2 separate regions of the Sus scrofa genome follow, and region 2 is linked to region 1. Evidence: chromatin contacts called from public Hi-C data. All regions are on one chromosome and are shown on one strand. The core of a region is the stretch at or near the end of the contact, and the rest is flanking DNA. Distances in the headings are between cores, read along the strand shown.

Region 1 (4,752 bases), core at 1,076-3,575:
CCACAGTGGGTAACAGCCTGGAGAGAGCAGCTTGGATTGGTTTCCTTTCCGCCTGGAGAGCCCAGGGTTTACACTGGATCACACGATGCCTTGTGTAGTACATCGGCTTGTCACAACTGATTGAACGTTTAATCTGACAAACAAATAAACAAAGTGTGCTACAAGAAAATAGGAGGGTTGGTTTTTTCCAGCCCGTACATGTCATTTACCTGTGAGAGATGGCAGCGGGTGTCCAGGGCAGGTGGCCCACCTCTCTCAACTGTTCATTCTGTCTCTGTACCCCCGTGATCCTGTTTCTCCTAACAGGCACTTAGCCTATGGAGTAAACTCAATGGAACAGCCTAGTGATAAAATGCTGAGTGACAGTGACCTCCGAGAGTGGCCTGGCCATGAAATGTTGGTGTTGAATCTGCAGGTCGACTGCATGTAAAGCTTATGTACCATTTCATTGTATTGTTGCAGAAGAGAGGGGATGGGGGGGGGGGTGGAGGAGAGAGGAGGAGGGGGAGGAGGAGGAAGGGAAGAAGCAGAAGAATAAGGAAGTGTGTAGCACTGGAAGGAACATCTGGTCTACCCCAGGGATTTCAGTGAGTGAGTGTGTGTGTGTGTGTGTGTGTGTGTCTGGGCAGATTGTGCAGGAATCTCAAAGAGGTGGTGGTGGGGGTCAGGCACACTGCCTACTGTTGCCAGGTGAGTGGGAGCTGAGACCTAGCAGTGATGGGCTCGCCAAGGTGGGCACCTTGGAGGGACTTGAATCTGCTGTTTAGGGCAGCCTCTCTTTAATTTGCTCCAAGGGGCAGGGGGGGCCAGAGGTGGTCCTACAGAGGGAGGTGTGCTGTCATTTGAAAACAAAGCAGTTTCGATACTAAAAGTGACCCATGTCACCCTTTAGCTCCCACTGTCTAGAATAGAAAAATGTGTGGCCAACAGGTGTGCCACCCATATCAATGTACACTTTTTTTTTTCAGAAGCAAAATACACTCCAATATCACAGTGGCTATGATTTGACATTATTGGAATAACAACATTAAATTGACTATGAAATTCTGAATAAAGGAAGGCCTGGCAGCTTCCACTGGGTCTAAGGATGCCAAAGCTGTTTTACCTGTGTCTTATGTCCTAGAAGCTGGATGCTCACTGAGGGGTGAAGAATAAACCTGGCCCCGTGGCCCCTGGTGTCGGGACTCCTCAGCCTGGCCTGCGGATTAACCAGGGTGAAGGCCCATGTGGGAGGTGCTGTTCCAACCCCAGGGGAAGGCCATGGAAGAACACAGGCCCTGAGAGCAAGGCTCCAGCTCTGCCTGGAGTCGTCCATAGGCCCCAGTCAGGGAAAGGAAAAGAATGCTCCCAACAGATCAAAGCCCTCAGTCTCTTAAAATGGAAATGAACATTTTTAAAAAGGCCTTTCTCAAGGGAGAAATATGCAGTAAATCTGAGCTTTTGAAAGACAACTGGGGCCTGTGCTGGTTTTTGAATAACTTGCCATTTAATAAATGTTCTATTTTTGACCCTTTAGGGAAATATACAACCCCATCTGAAAACTTACGGGCCAAAATAATTTAACTTTAAAAAAAAAAAAACTCCTCATTTTTCTAAGTTGTGTGATGGAGATACATGATCGGAAAGCTTTCTTTTTACGGTTTCACCATGAGCGAGGTCATTTCACAGGAGCAAAATGCTTTTCTCTGCATAGCAAGTCCGGTTTGGTGCGTTTGGGGCAAGTTAAGTCCCAAGCTCGAGGTCTCAGGCAGGCTCTGTGAAGAGAAACCAGAGCGTTGAAGACCTGCTCTTGGTTTCCTGCTAAGATTTCGGTGAGGGTAACATAAAACAGCGGCCCAGCGATCTCTTTAAGGTGTGCGCGTGCGTGCGTGCGTGCGTGCGTGCGTGCGTGCGTGTGTGTAGATACATAGAGAGTTTGAAGCCCAAGACCGTAGTTCTTACATCGCCAGTCCTGGCGTCAAGGAAGTACTCAATGCGTGTTTGAATTTAGTTGGCAGGTATTGTTCTCATCTTTCCTGATCCCTGCAGTCCTGAGCACACAGTGTGTCCATAGTTTATTCTTGCTGCCTTATAAAATCGTAGCTGTGCTTGACCGTCTTTGGATGGGGGCACAGAGGACCCAGGAAAGTAGCATCCTATTAACTAGAGCCTTGCATTGTTAAAAAAATCCCACAGGCTCATCTTATCTTTGTTGCGGAGATTGAGTCTCATTTTCACGAGTAGGTGCAGCAGACATATTTATTCACCTCACTGTATCCCCATCCCTTTCTGCTGAGTCTCGAGAGCAACCGTCCCCACAGCATCCAGCTGGGATTCCCACTAACCCAACTCAGAGTCAAGGGCTGAGAGAATTCAGGATCTGAGGAATGACTCAGAGACCACATGGAGTTCGGTTCTGCATGTTTTCTTTGAGCACAGGCCAGCAAAGACCATGGCCTCACATAATTTTTCTGCTGGGTGTGGAAGAGTGCCATAGAGAGATGATTCATGAGAAGAAATTGTCGACTTTCTGCCTGGAACGGAGTGGAAAAAACTTGGTTGGAAAAAAATCCCAGACATGCACACAAAAGACACATAGTACCAAATTTATATCTTTAGCTTTGGGAATCTACATTCATTATTTCTCTCACTTGACTGGAAAAGGGGTAAAAATTGGGCCACAAAGCTCTTGTTGGGCTGTAAATAAGATTTTGATTATGCATTAGTCTGGTGCCGTAATAGTAGCTAATATTTGCTTTACGTTCCTCAATTTATAGGGTACTTTTCCTATATATTTAACCTTCATGTTAGCCCTGAATATAGGTATTGTTCTTTTACAAACGTTTACCTGATGAGAAACAGACTCTTTATGAGAGGGTATATGGACAATAAGAGTACAAGCAATTTAACCCAAACTCTCTGCATCATGAGATCCTTGTTTCAGCCACAAGGTGACTTACTGCAATCTCGTGCCAATTCTGCAGCACCAACTGAGAGTCCATAATTCAATTCAGTTCTTTAAAATTTTTTTTATTATAATTGATTTACAATGTTCTGTCAGTTTCTGCTGTACAGCAAAGTGACCCAGTCATATATACATATATATACATACGCACATATATATGTATATATATATATGCATATTCTTCTTCTCACATTATCCTCCGTCATGTTCCATCACAAGTGACCAGATATAGTTCCCTGTGCTATACAGCAGGATCTCATTGCTTATCCACTCTAAATACAATAGTTTGCATCTCCTAACCCCAAACTCCCAGTCTATCCCACTCCCTCCCCCTCCCTCTTGGCAACCACAAGTCTGTTCTCCATGTCTCTGTGTTTGTTTCTTTTCTGTAGGTAGGTTCATTTGTGCCATATATTAGATTCCAGATGTAAGTGACATTTTATGGTATTTGTCTTCCTCTTTCTGACTTAGTATGAGAGTCTCTAGTTCCATCCATGTTGCTGCAAATGGCATTACTTTGTTCTTTTTATGTCTGAGTAGTATTCCATTATGTATATGTACCACATCTTTTTAATCCATTCATCTTTTGATGGGCATTTAGGTTGTTTCCATGTCTTGGCTATCGTGCATAGTGCTGCAATGAATATAGGGGTGCATGTGTCTTTTTTAGTGAAAATTTTGTCTGGATATATGCCCAGGAGTGAGATTGCTGGGTCACATGGTAGTTCTATACTTAGTTTTCTGAAGAACCTCCATATTGCTTTCCATAGGGGTTGTACCAATTTACATTCCCACCAACCGTGAAGGTGGGTACTCTTTTCTCCATACCCACTCCAGCATCTGTTATTTGTTGACTTGTTAATGATGGCCATTCTGACCAGTGTCAGATTCAGTTCTGATGTTAACTAACCAGAGTTTGCATCAGATCCCACAAGTGAAAGGCTAAGTAGGGCAGACTTGTGGTTGCCAAGGTGAGCGGGGAGCGGGGAGGGAGTGGGATGTTTGGGAGTTTGGGGCTGGTGGATGCAAACTGTCAACGTTTGGAATGGATGGGCAGTGGGGTTCTCCTGTACAGCACAGGGGTCGCTTTGCCGTACAACAGAAATTGAAGAAACACTGTAAATCAACTAGACTTTAATTAAAAAAAAATGTTTTTAAAGCAAGGGCAAGGTGTCTAACGAGACTATTCTTACTTCAGACACCAGCCATTAGCGGGGTCCCCAGTCTATCCATACTTCTGCCAACTTGGCTATAAATTCACTGGTTTCCATGATTCCTTCCGAATCAGGAATTTACTGGGATGACTCACCAAACTCAGGAAAGTGCTATGTTTACAATTACTGTTTTACTCTAAAGCTGCAAGTCAACATGCAGATGAAGGAACACGTAGGGAGTGGGCGTCCGTGCCTTCTCCTCATGGAATCCAGGTGTGTTGCCCCCCAGGACATCTGTGTGGGGGGGAATCCACCAGGAAGTTCTCTGAGCCTTCTTGTTTCATTATTCTTATTTTTATAAATCAGTGTTTCATCATGTAGACATGGTTGATTAATCATTGACCAGTGCCTGAAGTCAGTCCCCAGTCCCTCTCCCACTCCCAGAGGTCAGAGGATGGGGCTGAAATGCCAACCCTCTAGTCACGTGGTTGGAGTTCAGGCACCAGGCTGGATGCTGAACTTATCTCCAGACCTCATTAGCACAGACTCAGGTAGGGCAGAAAGGTGCGCCTTAGGAATTAAAAAGGACACGCCCATCTCTCAGGATATTCCAGGGGCTTTTGAAGTTCTGTGCCAGAACTCAGGACAAGGACC
Region 2 (5,133 bases), core at 1,047-3,546, 390 kb after region 1:
AGCAACGTGAGATCCGAGCTGCGTCTGCAACCTACACCACAGCTCACGGCAACCCCGGATCGTTAACCCACTGAGCAAGGGCAGGGACCGAACCCGCAACCTCATGGTTCCTAGTCGGATTCGTTAACCACTGCGCCATGGCAGGAACTCCTTGACAGACATTTTAATGCTTACGCATGCTCTGGTTTTATGGGGTCTATGTGTATGTAGCTTCTATTCCCTTAAACGGATTAGGAGCTTCCTAAGGACAGTAACCAAGCATACCCTGGATTTTAGGTTCCCCATTGAGTTCCCAGCACAGTGCTACATGCGCCGAGGGTACTTATCAATTACCTCCTGCCCAACAATTTCCAAAGTTAAAATACAGCTCAAATTTCTCGTTTCAAATATGGCACAGTTCGGAGTTCCTGTTGTGGCGCAGTGGAAACAAATCTGACTAGTATCCATGAGGATGCAGGTTCGATCCCTGGCCTTGCTCAGTGGGTCAGGGATCTGGCATGGCCGTGAGCTGTGGTGTAGGTCCCAGCCTTGGCTCAGATCCCGTGTTGCTGTGGCTGTGATGCAGGCCTGCACCTGCAGCTCCGAATCGACCCCTTGCCTAGAAACTTCCATATGCCGTGGGTGTGGCCGTAGAAAGAAAAAAGTATATGGCACAGTAAACTAAGGCAGTAGTAGCTCTAACCTGAGCAAAATCTAAACCCTTAGAGTGAGGGGTTTTATGTACTCAAGGGTCTCCTTTTACAGGCCACCAGTTTGCTGAGAGTGTAGACAGCCCCCAGCTTCACAAGGTTGTCTTGTTTGTGATTGGAACCTAGAAATGCAAGCCCTTGAAAGAGTCTGACTCAAGAGTTCAGCCCTCATTTGCCCAAGAAGAAAGGTGCCCATAGCCAAGTCAAGCTGACCGGGTGAAAGCTAGGGTGTTCAGTTTCCTTTCAAATCAGCCACTATAATTGCCACTCGCATTTCACATGGCACAGATCACACCTGTGTTGTGGGGCCAGGAACAGTGGCCAGCTCACCACCTTCAGAAACCCGGGTGGCTCAGGTCCAAGGCAAACAAGACTGAACAGATGAACCACGCAGTGAGAACTGTAACATGCCACTGTAATCCAGGGAACCTACCCACAACCCAGCAGGGCAGGGTGTAGCCCGGAACGTGCCGGATTTAGGGTCCATTCCACCTTCAGCTCTGGGAAGGTGAGTCCCTGCTAACTGCTAGCGTCAAGAAACTCTCTTGCCTCTTCCTGGTCTGAAAATGTCGTTAGTCCAGTTCGATGAAGCTTCATCTTAGAAGTGAGGTGTGGCCATCTCCACGGCAGACCTGGCCTCACAAAGTCTGTACACAGAGGACAAGCCAGCCACCGACACTCCCAAGCCTGTCTGTTATGAATTAAGCTCACGGGAGCTGGTAACCACTTAGGGTGTTCCATGAACTTCGGAGGATACTGTTCTAGGAAGGCAGCCCCTCCATGTCCATTAGTTCAAAAGCCAGTCAGAATGGAAAGTGAGAGTGAAGTTGAGATGCCGTAGATTCCGCAACTTCTAAATTTAGTTAGCTCTGCACCCCCCCCAGGCCTCCCAGCCGGGAAAAACTATAGCAACTGGGTGAAAAGAGAGGGAGGATGTAACGCACTTCCCAGGTACAGCCAGGGCCTCGCGCAGTGGAGACGCTGACAGTGCCAGGTGGCTCCCGTCTTCATTCTCCTGTGATGCCAGCACCCTCTTTAGGATTCTCCCCAAGGCCGCTTAAAACACCCCTGGAAGCTCTGAAGAGGGTCCTCCAGGTTCAGGACCCTGCAGAGGGGGAAATGCAACCAGCTCTGCTGACCCTGGGGTGCACAGTGAGGTTGGTTCCTGAGTGTGAAGAAAGTTGCAGCGTGGATGTAACTGCTGCTACGGCAAGGGCCTGCCTCTGTGGGGGTGAGGCAGTAGGGCCGTGGTGCCCCTCACAGGAGGTGCAGGCGAGGGGAACCCACAGAAAACAGAGGAAGCAGTCCCTTCTGCAGGGGTGAGCTCTCCCTCTAGCGCCTCCTACCGGCCGAGCGAGCTGAGCAAGGAGAAGGGTGGTTTCTGGGGGCCCAGTCGGGGCGAGGTGAAATCCAATGTGGAAGGACGGGCGTGGAGTCAGGAGGCAATAACTTAATAACTGACACCCCTGAATGAGACAGGAAGGCTCCAAGGGCTCTGAATGAGGGGGTGACAGAGATGACTCACGGAGGCGGGGAGGAGAGCGGTCACGGCGGAGGTGGGAGGAGGTGGCTGGGTTCTGGATATTGTTAGTCTCGCTGGATTCGCTGATGACGTGCCTGTGGGCTGGGAGAGAGCGAGGAGTCAAGGGTGACTCCCACATCTTGGCCTGAGTCACTGAATGGAGACAAATCCTCAGGAAAGGGAAGGTCAGGGCAGAGCAGGCTCCCAAAAAGAGGGCCATCTGGAGCTCGGCGGGGGGCAGGTGAGCTCCGAGGGGCCCCAGCCTGCAGCTCAGGCAAGGAAAGGTCTGGGTCAGAGGTGTGAGACGGCCCACCAGAGAGATGCCTTGTAGAGCCAGGGGGGCGCATGGGATCAGCAGCGGTGTGTCAGCACTGCTCAGAAGGCCCAGCAGCCAGGAATGGGATCTGGAGTCAGGATGAGGTAGATCTGAATCTGATTCTCCCACCATTGGATATTCCCGGGCAGGTCTTCACCCCCTGAGCTTTGATTCCTCATCTGCAAAGTGGGGGTGCCAAGCATACTGGTGGCTTTGGTCCTCTGAGAGGATGCCGTGCAGTGAAGGAAGGAAAGCCCCCCAAGCCAGCACCTGACACACATTCCAGGCTGGAGAGCGAGGCCGCATCAAGTCTGTCCTCTCGGGGTGGGGTGGAGGGGGGGGACTAAGGACAGAGGACGTCAGGAGGGGAACTTGAGTGCCTCCTGACCTCCGGATGAATGTGGGCTCATGGGAGGCGGGGGGAACCGCTCCTCTTACTTGTGAATAACTGGCCTCGGAGTGAGAGACACAGGGCAACCATCAGCTATGAACAAAAAGGAAAGTCAGATTCACAAAAGGATTGTCTTTAAAAAAAAAAATCAGCAATCTTTGAAAAAGCCAGAACTGAGTTTGCAGGGCAAGAGCAACAGAGAAACAGACTCCTGCCGCGGGCTGAGCCAGGAGGCGCCAGTGCGTGCCTGCCGGGAGCCGGGAGGGGAGCTGGGCTGAGTCAGCCCGGGCGCTGCATCACGACACTCGCCCCCACACGCCAGTCACCACCCGCGGCAGATCCGCCTGGGAGCGACCCCAGCCTCCCGTTAATTGTTCACCTCTCATCAAGCACTCTCACAGGAGGCAGGCGTGTCTGTCCAAGGGCCCCGCTGCGGGGTTCTGGAAGGTGCTACTGTATTCCTGGCCCAAGAACTGAGGCCAGCTGCTTGCACAGGGCGCGCCCCTCCTGGGGGGTAGGTCAACTCAGGAAACCAAGCCACAGATCACGACGCTCAGAAAATCCAGCAGTGCAGTGAGGGAGTCTGGCCGTCCTTGGGGAGCTCCTTAAAAGCACCCCGCCTGCTGGACCCCCGGGGCGGGGGCGGGGGAGAAGAGCAGCGCCCCCATCCCCATCCCCAGGGAGGCAGGAGGGACTTCTGAACAGTCTCTCCACGGTCACCTCATTTGGTATCCGAAGCTCTTTGCGTCGCTCTGTTTACAGCAGCCTTTTCCTGCACAAGTTCCCAGCACTTTCACAATGTAAAAAATGACTGTCCGGGGATTCTGCTCCAAGCAGCTGTTTCTGGATGCTCGGACAGAGCCATCTGGAACAGAGATTCCCAACCTCAGCTGCAATCCGAGTATCTGGGGGAGGCGCTCACGGCACCGATGCCTGAGCTCGCCCGGCCGACTGCTACGGGCTACACCGTGTCCCCCCAGATTCATGGTGGAAGTCCTAACCCCAGCGCCTCAGAGGGTGCTCCTCTTGGCCATCAGGTCTTTGGAGGGTGGCTAAAGTGAAAGGAGGTCACGACAGTGGGCCAGCTCCAATGTGACCCGTGTCCTCATGAGAACAGGAGATGAGAGCACGGACCCCCTGTAAGGATGCGGGAAGAAGGCAGGCGGCTGCAAGCCCAGCAGAGAGGCCTCAGAAGAAACTAACGCTGCCAGGGCCTTGATCTTGGACTTCTAGCCCCCAGAGCTGCGAGACAATACATGTCTGCTGTTTAAGCACCACCCCACCCCCTGAAGTCTGTAGAACTTTGCTGTGGCAGCCCCAGGAAATAAACACACCGACTGAGTCAGACTCTGTGGGAATGAGGCCCAGGCATCAGTATTTACGAAGGTTCTTCACGTGTCTGGACTGCAGCTGCATTTTAGAATTCGCTGTTCTAGGCAATAAATCCCCTCCAGGCCGCTCAAACCCAGGCTGACCCTCAGGACTGCTTCACTAAGACGGCGTCACTCGAGGGGCTTGGTGTAACTTCCCTCCCTCCTTCCATCTTGAGAATAGCGAATCGGACAGATCGTTGCCCTCGCCTCGACCTCAGGCTCAGCGTCAATGAAGTTCCATCCACCCTCCTTCCACTAAAACCTGAAACCACTGGGTGTTTCCTAAGAAAATCTCTAACAAAGTCGAGGGCCTAGAAAAGGGCTCTAATCTGATGAACGACCCCGGGGGAGGGAAAAGTCTGCTTCGAAGGCAATCGAGGGACGAAGAGGCCACATCTTCCCTCTTTGGAGCACGGCCCAGTCAAACAGAATGTCTTTTTTTGGTCCACAGTAACATCTTCCTCGGAACGGTCAAGTGGCCCTCTTAAGTGCAGGCAGGGACAGGGGCAGCGGTCTCTGGGAACGGCCAGGCCTCCTTTTTTTTTCTCCTGGTTGGTTCAAAATAAGCCATCGGTGGTAGTCTGGTCACTGTGCCGCTTTAAATAATGATACTAAGAGGGGGTTTCCCTTCTGGCTCAGTGGGTTAGGAATCCGACATGGCATCCATGAGGATGTGCGATGGATCCCTGGCCTCACTCAGTGGGTTAAGGATCTGGTGTTGCCACAGGCCGCAGTGAGTTGCAGATGCAGCTCGGACCCCATGGCGGTGGTATAGGCTGGCAGCTACAGCTACAATTTGACCCCTAGCCTGAGAACTTCCATATGCTGCAGGTGCAACCATA

What was found. Hi-C and Micro-C count contacts between places; a contact is called where the count stands out from the background.
Region 2: a Hi-C map of embryonic fibroblasts shows a contact between it and region 1, with 4 times the contacts expected there. The contact joins two enhancer-like sites. A contact is called at or near these places in 3 of 47 Hi-C or Micro-C datasets (adipocytes, embryonic fibroblasts and fibroblasts) and 1 of 2 datasets of contacts at active chromatin or transcription factors (skeletal muscle).

Annotation. Positions count from the first base shown.
Region 1 is chr7:10,516,721-10,521,472 of Sscrofa11.1, forward strand. The region is part of intron 2 of LOC106507125 (a long non-coding RNA gene); the gene reads left to right. Among named protein-coding and RNA genes, the nearest start is that of CD83, 170 kb to the left of the region's middle. Within about 2 kb of position 2,326, at least 7 of the 83 cell types and tissues checked have an H3K27ac peak or open chromatin away from gene starts, as enhancers often do. A contact at or near this core is called in embryonic fibroblasts, where this site is marked.
Region 2 is chr7:10,908,220-10,913,352 of Sscrofa11.1, forward strand. No RefSeq gene overlaps it. Among named protein-coding and RNA genes, the nearest start is that of MIR9807, 150 kb to the left of the region's middle. Within about 2 kb of position 2,297, at least 28 of the 83 cell types and tissues checked have an H3K27ac peak or open chromatin away from gene starts, as enhancers often do. A contact at or near this core is called in embryonic fibroblasts, where this site is marked.